Regions from separate parts of the Callithrix jacchus genome. Here region 2 is linked to region 1. The links are chromatin contacts, called in public Hi-C maps. All regions are on one chromosome and are shown on one strand. The core of a region is the stretch at or near the end of the contact, and the rest is flanking DNA. Distances in the headings are between cores, read along the strand shown. Region 1 holds the start of CDC42EP4 (CDC42 effector protein 4). Region 2 overlaps SDK2 (sidekick cell adhesion molecule 2).

What was found. A called contact is a pair of places that touch in the nucleus more often than the background predicts.
Region 2: a Hi-C map of induced pluripotent stem cells shows a contact between it and region 1, with 2.0 times the contacts expected there. The contact joins the enhancer-like site here to the promoter of CDC42EP4 in region 1. A contact is called at or near these places in 2 of 3 Hi-C or Micro-C datasets (induced pluripotent stem cells and skeletal muscle).

The regions. Positions count from the first base shown.
Region 1 is chr5:129,282,782-129,286,554 of calJac240_pri, forward strand. CDC42EP4 (CDC42 effector protein 4) reads right to left here and starts at 1,802. Exons shown (of 2, transcript XM_008997688.5): 1 at 1,689-1,802.
Region 2 is chr5:129,339,633-129,343,405 of calJac240_pri, forward strand. It overlaps SDK2 (sidekick cell adhesion molecule 2), which reads right to left. Exons shown (of 44, transcript XM_035301669.3): 37 at 1,847-1,984. Among named protein-coding and RNA genes, the nearest start is that of CDC42EP4, 57 kb to the left of the region's middle. Within about 2 kb of position 2,164, at least 3 of the 16 cell types and tissues checked have an H3K27ac peak or open chromatin away from gene starts, as enhancers often do.

The sequences.
Region 1 (3,773 bases), core at 552-3,051:
AGCCTCAGAAGGAGGCGGGGGCTTCGAGAGTTACTGGAAACCCAGACTGCCAAAGAAGTTGCCTCGCAGGAGGCCCTTGTCACCCGCCCTTCATTGTTTACACTCGCTGGATGGGACCTTTCTCTGGTCCATATGGCTGCTGGGGTTCGGACGGGAGAGATTCTCCCTCCGGCACCCGGGCCCCTCCGGGGAGGGCAGGGGGCCTCGCAGCGAAGGGGCTCCCAAAGGACTCTACTGGGATCCAGATGCTCAGCTACCCGGGCAGACAGCGGGCACCGGGCACCCAGCAAGGGATGTGGGAGCTGATCAGGTTGCAAGGGTGAGAGTCGTGGAGAGAGAGAGAAGTTCCAGAGGCAACAAGAAAAGAAAAGGGCGTTGGATTTCCCCTCCATTCTCCCAGGGAGAAAAAGAAAACTTCCAAAGCCCAGGCCGCAGTCACTGGGAAAACACAAGGAACCTGGTTTGAGTTAGCTAAGAGCACCCCTCCCCCAGTCTCTCTCGCTCGCGCGCACACACACACACACGTACTTCAGTCCGCTCCCAGGAAGCCGGCTCAGCCTCAGCCCCGGCTCCCGCCCAGCTTTCCAGCCCTCCCAACCCCGGCACTCACCGGCGGCTGGGATCCCCGCGGGCAGGACGGCTCCTGGGGGATGAGCCCGGGGCAAGGGGCAGTTTTGTAACCCCGGCTGGGGGCGCTCCGGAGAGGGGGCGGGGCCGGGGACTGCCGATCTGCGCGCACCCGCCCCAAGCGGGCGATTAAATCATTAACCCGCCGCTCCCGCCTGCGACCCGGCGGAGCGCGCCGGGATCCGGGCGCACCGACCCGGTGCGAGGCCGTCAGTCACCCCGGCTCCAAATGTGGGGGGTGGGGTAGAGGAGGGTAGGTGAGGCTTGGATGGGCCTCACCAGGCCGAGAGGCGCCTCGGCTTCGGGGGCTTCGGGGGCTTCGGAGGGAGCGTGCGGGGCGGGAGCCCGGCGTGGGAGGGAAGGGTTCGCGGGGCGGGGGCGGGGGCTGGGGCGGGGGCGGGGGTGGGGGAACAGGGGAACATTTACTCCTTCGGCCATTCCCTTCCAGGCAGCTCCGTCCACCTCTCTCCCCGGCCAGGTGACCCTGGGTGGCGTGTGCTGCAGTGTGTGTACGGGAGCGAGGTGTGTACACGCCTCCGCCGGAACAGGCGGATAATTCAGTTCTTATTCATAGAGAACTCGGGGCGCACACACGCCCTCCTCGGGGAAATCGGGGGGCCGCGCGCCGCCAATGGCTGCGCTCCAGCCCAAACCGACACACGTCCTATTCCTGGGAAGGGGGGGCCCTTTAAAACCCGCCCCCAGTCCCCCAAGCGGCGCCCTCGGCCAGGCCAGCGAGTTGCAGCGTGGAGAGAGAAAATCGAGTCCCGGTGACGCCGCGCCCGGCTCCCTACCACCCCCCGCCCCGCCCCGCACATCCCGCTCTGCCAGGACACTGGGTGCGCGGCTCCGGGTCCGGGCACCGCGGCGGGCGCGGAGAGAAGCGCGAGCGCCAAGAACTGGGGACTCGGAGCCCTTCTCCCCGCCCCACGGCCCCGCACCCCCAGCTTCTTCGATCCTCTCCGCCCCACAGGGGGGTTCGAGCCCCCGGAGCTGAGCCCATCCAGGCCTACCGGCGCGAAGGGGGCTGTCACAGCAAGGGTCGGGTGCACGTCGCCTACCTCAGTCCCCGGAGACCAGAGCGCCGGACCGGGGCGGCTGCGCTGTCCCCTCTGTGGGCTCCGCACGGCGGCGGGGCTGGCGGCCCCCGTCAGCGCCGGCGTTTGTTTCCTTCTGGCTCTCGGGCTTTCGGGGCTGTGAGCAGCCAGGACACTCCCCTTCCAGGCCCCGCCCGCGCCCTCCCCGCGCGCCCCTCCGCGCTGATGTCACAGAGCTGCCGCAGCCAATGGCCATCGGGAACCTCTGCCCGGCTGCTCGGCCTCTTAGGTTCAAACTGAAAGCCCGAGACTTTCCCAACTTCAACTGGGCAGCTTGGGCCCGCTCGGCTTCCGGGAGACACCCCAGTCGCAGCCTGCGCTCCGGCCGCGAACCCCCACTGCGGTCCGCAGGGTGAGGGGCGCGTCTCCCTCCGCTCCCTCCGGGGGCCTAACGCGAGGCTCTTTTAAGGCTCTTCCCTATTCGAGCCAGGACAAGAAACCAAGAACCCCAGCCCCGGTGGCGTTCTTCGTTCCTGCTCCCTCTCGGACCTGGCTCCAGTGCTGTCAGGAGATGGGGGCGGGAGGGGCTGGCGTCACTAGCTTCTTAGGTGTCATCCCAGACTCTCGCTGGAAACCAGGGAGCGCGGCGGAGCCTACCAGCCCCGAGGCGAGGCCAGGCCTGGAGTGGGCGTCAGAAGGGTTTCTGCAGGGTGACAGCCCCGGAGCTTCCCGCATCCCCAAGTCTGTGCCTTTGCCGCCTAAGTATCAGCTGAGGCTAAATTTACTCCAAGTGAAGGTCAAGGAGGACCAGCTCCTGAGTCCCAGAGCCTGAATCCTATGAGGCATGCCTCGGGCTCCATTCTTTTTAGAGAATAGTTTCAGCTGAAATGATCATTACCAAGGTACAATGCCAGCGGCGAAGCAGTCAGCAAAAGAAAAGCGGACAAGGTGCAAAGTGGAAGTTCCTTTGCCTCTAGCCGACCCCCACCCTCGGGTTTTAAAGGAAGTGAGTGTGGAGGCCCCAGATTCTCCCCATGGCTTCGAGGTTTCTAAGCCGTCAGGGACATTCTGCTTTCTGGGGAGTGTGGTTTCCTTTTCCCTCTGCAGCGCAGCCGCAACCAGCTCTTGAGATCTGATGGTGTGGCCACTCCATCCTGGTATGAAAGTCAAATTCTGGGCCTGGTGTGGTACCTCACGCCTTAATCCCAGCACTTTGGGAGGCCGACGAGGGTGGATCACTTGAGGTCGGGAGTTTGAGACCAGTCTGGCCAACATGACAAAACCCCGTCTCTACTAAAAATACAAAAATTAGCCGGGCGTGGTGGCATGTGTCTGTAATCCCAGCACTTGGGAGACTGAGTCGGGAGAATCGCTTAAACCGGGGAGACAGAGGTTGCAGTGAGCCTAGATGGTGCCACTGCACTCCAGCCTGGGTGACAGAGGGAGACTCTCTCAAAAAAAAAAAAAAAAAAAAAAAAAAAATCAAATTCTAAACTGGACATGTAGAGGAAAAGGTGGGGTTCAGAGCCACTTGGGAGGCAAACATGTGGATTCGAACCCTGGCCAGGTCATCATGGGTGTAAATCAAAAAGTGACTGAGGCAGGTCTTAATCAAATAGAGGTTTAGTTAGCCACGCTTGAGGATCCACCAGGGAAAAATCACCTTTTTTTCCCAAAAAGGGTTTTGGGAACTTATGTATTTAAAAGAGAAAGAGCAAGCAGGAGAGGAAAAGAAGAGGGAGGGAGGAAAGGCAGTGAGGTTACAAACAGGAGAGGCTCTGATCTAGCCTCTGCAAACCTACATTTTACATGTGAAAGAGGAGTAGAAGAAAAAGTCAGTGCTGCATTGTCTCCTGCTCAGTATTTCTATCGGGAGCAAAGGAAATTAGGCTATGACACAGGGTTGTGAAATTGCAGCTATCTGGGAACAAAAGGAAAGCAGGTTTTTTTTTTTTTTGAGACAGTTTCCCTCTTGTTACCCAGGCTGGAGTGCAATGGCGAGATCTTAGCTCACTGCAACCTCAGCCTCCTGGGTTCAGACAATTCTCCTGCCTCAGCCTCCTGAGTAGCTGGGATTACAGGCACACGCCACCATGCCCAGCTAATTTT
Region 2 (3,773 bases), core at 914-3,413, 57 kb after region 1:
TTGAGCCACACAGTCCAGATCCTACTGGACTGTGGACCTGGAAGGGAAACAGCTCACATCTGTCAACCTGAGAGGGTCCTGGACAGGTCGGGTTGCGGTCCCTGTGAAAAGGGCTTGTGGGCTGGGCACAGTGCTGCACACCTATAATCCAAGCGCTTTGGGAGGCCGAGGTGGGCAGATCATGAGGTCAGGAGGTTGAGACCTTCCTGACAAGCATGGTGAAACCCCATCTCTACTAGAATTACAAAAAAATTAGCCGGGTGTGGTGGCACGCACCTGTATTCCTAGCTACTTGGGAGGCTGAGGCAGGAGAATCGCTTGAACCCACGAGGTGGAGGTTGCAATGAGCTGAGATCACACTGCTGTACCCCAGCCTAGGCGACGCAGGGAAACTTGCCTCAAAAAAAAAAAAAAAAAAAGGTCTTGTGCTGGCCCCCCGCCCCCTGTACCTTACCCTGGGGACTGTTGTCCTCTGCCCTGCTCTGGTTCTGCACCTGACCAGATCTCCTGCTGGGGCCCAGCTTCCCCTTGATGTTCTAACACAGCTCCACTTTGCAGAAGGAGCTGCTGGCACCCAGGTGGTGGCAGGGAAGACTGAGGGCCATTGTTCCCTCGGCTGACCCAGAACTGCTGCTCACAGCAACATTTCCAGGGCTCCATCCCTTGTTCTAGCCAGGATCTGTGGTTGAGGGGGTTGGGAGGAGCACAGTCCCCTTCCCGCCTCAATCCTGTCCTTGTAGGATGCTTCTTGGTAACAAAATGGCAGTGATTTCTTGGCATGTTGCCGGGGGTAGAGAGCTGGCAGGTGCCAGATGTCCATTGTAAGGGGCTGTGCAGCCCATCCCAGGAGCCCAGAAAAGGGGCAGGGTCCCAGCTGGGGCCCGGATGAAGGAGTCAAAGACCACTCAGATGAACAGGGTTAAGGATAAGAGCATTGCTTCTTGGCCCTTTGGCTAAGATCAGGCGTAGGACAAGAGCGAGGTCATTTGCAGAGCAGGGCTCTTGATCTGGGGTCCACAGATGGCAGTGAGGGTGCAGGGACATCCCCGGTCTTGTGCATCTTTCTGGGGAGAGGCTCTGAAGCTTTCATTCTCATCAGAGTCTCAAAGGGGTTCCCGACTCCCACAAAAACTGAAGAAGGACTAACCCACAGTAATGCTGAAAACCCTAAGGTTTGGGAAAGGGCAAAGGTAGGACCCTCAGGGGCTCCCCTTTTCTTTTCTTTTTTTTTTTTTTTGAGATGGATTTTCGCTCTGTTGTCCAGGCTGGAGTGCAGTGGCACAATCTCAGCTCACTGCAACCTCTGCCTCCTGGGTTCAAGCAATTCTCCTGCCTCAGTCTCCCGAGTAGCTGGGACTACAGGCATCTGCCACCATGCCCGGCTAATTTTTGTATTTTTAGTAAAGACGGGGTTTTGCCATGTTGGCCAGGCTGGTCTCGAACTCCTGACCTCAAGTGATCCTCCCGCTTTGGCCTCCCAAAGTGCTGGGATTACAGGTGTGAGCCACCACCCCTGGCTGCTCCCTTTCTTTATGGTCTCAACAGAGCCCTATCTGCTCAGGTTTCCCTTCCTTTCCTTTCTTTTTCCAGCGGTAGGAGGAATATACTTAACAATTCTCTGCCTGGAAGTCGGAGACCTGGAGCTTTCTTCCAACCCTGCCCTCCACTTGCTGTCATTTTACCTTGGAAATGCCCTTTCCCGTGACTGGGACTCAGTTTCCATGTTTATAAGACGAACAGACTTGCACTGAATCTCACTCATGTGTAGTGGCTGTAATGGGCACCAAGATGTAAGTGAGCTCTTGCAAAGTGAAGGGGCTGGGGAGGTGCTGGGAGGTCCACTCACCGTCCACGGGGCTGCAGGGCTCGTATACCAGCCGATAGCCCTCCAGGATGCCGTTGGGGAACTGCGGAGCTTCCCAGGACACGTTCACGGAGGTTGTGGTCAGCTCGCTGAACTGGACCGAGCTGGGAGCGCTGGGGGCTGCAGGAGACAGGAAAGGGCTTTTGTTTCCTTCTTCTGTGGAAGTTCAGAGCCCTGGGTTCAGCTCCAAGGAGCTAGCGGGAGTGTTGGGTCTGAGCCCTGGAGGAAAAAGCGAGCAGGGCTCGGCAGAAGGGGCGAGCAGGAGGGGTCACTGGAGGTCATCGGGCCCCTTCCTCTCCTTTCTCAACTTTGCAGTATCAGAGTCCTAAGAACTGGGGAGAAAGAGAACTCTATTTTTCCCTCAAATTGCAGAATTCAGGCTTCTCCCTGCTAAGTGGCTCTGAGCCCTGGCTCTGAGCAAGGGACAAGCCGTGACACCCCCAGGGTCATCGTGGGGCAAGGCCATTTCCTGGCTTTGTGGGGCTCATCTTTTGGCTTCCCTGGAGGAGAAGGTAGGGGGTATCTGGGCCTCAGAACATTCGGTGGGCACTAAACAAAGAAGACGCCAGAACCCCAGCAGATGACCGTGGCCTTCCTCTCCTCCCGGGGCTCCAGGGATTGTTACAGAGCCCCCATGCAGTCAGAAGGAGCCATGCCAAGGACTGTCAGACCCTCTGGGAGAAACGTTTCCTTGGACTGAGATCCCTGCAGTGATCCTGAAAACACAGGGGCGGGGGCTCCTCTGAGGGGGAGGACAGAGGAAAGGCAGGAAGCGCCCCAATCCATGGCGTCCCCAGCTGGCCTGGGAGGAAGACCAGGCTATTATTGCCTTGCGCTGCCTCCCCACCAAGCCTGAGCTAATCCGACCCGCTTCCGGCTGCAGCCCCTGGAGGCAGAGTCAGCGAGTGACTTTGAAGGAGGGAGGTGAGCTCAGGGGGCCCTTCCTGTCTCCCCTCTGCTTCGGGGACGTGGGACAGAACAAGTTGTCCTGTTGCTGCAGTGACGGAAGCCTCGGGTTCCCTGGGGCTCGCATCCGGCAGATGACACTGACAGGAGAGTGGCCGGGACAGGCCGGGGTGGACGGAGAGACTTGCATATTCAGCAGCCCATGGTCAGCCTGGCCCGGCCAGAACCCGGGGCAGTGGAGGCAAAGGCTTGCCCCCAGAGAGGGTTGTGGTAAGGAACTGACTCCACAGGTGTGCCCTCTGCAGCTTTTTTGTTTATAGACGGAGTCTCGCTCTGTCGCCCAGGCTGGAGTGCAGTGGTGCGATCACAGCTCACTGAAACCTCCGCCTCCCGGGTTCAAGCAATTCTCTGCCTCAGCCTCATGAGTAGCTGGGATTACAGGTGTGCATCAGCACCCCAGCTAATTTTTGTATTTTTAGTAGAGACTGGGTTTCACCATATTGGCCAGGCTGGTCTCGAACTCCTGATTTTGTGATCTGCCCGCCTTGGCCTCCCAAAGTGCTGGGATTTGGTGGCTCCCAAAGGCATGAGCCACTGCTCCTGGTCCCTCTGCAGCTCTTTAAAAGCCACATGTCACCAACAGCATAGGAAGCAGCAGGTTGAACAAGATGCTCAGAGGAGGCCGGGACAAAAGGGCCAGTATTCCAGTCCAGCAGGACGGAATGCTTGGCTCTCTCAGAAATCCTGGGTTCCAGCCTCTGCTCCCCCAGTGACCAGCTGGGCAACCCTGGACAGGTAGCATACTTTCCTGGGTGACCCTGGTTCATCAGGAAATGAGGGTTCCACCTGCCCCCAACATCCCCAGGGCTTCTGGGAGGCTCAAGTGCGACAGTGCCTGAGTGGAGTGCCGGACACACACCACCAGGCTCGCTCTGCACACAGGCAGACGGATTCTCCCCAGCACCCTCTCCTCTGCACTCGCTACCCTTCAGCCTCCTGATCT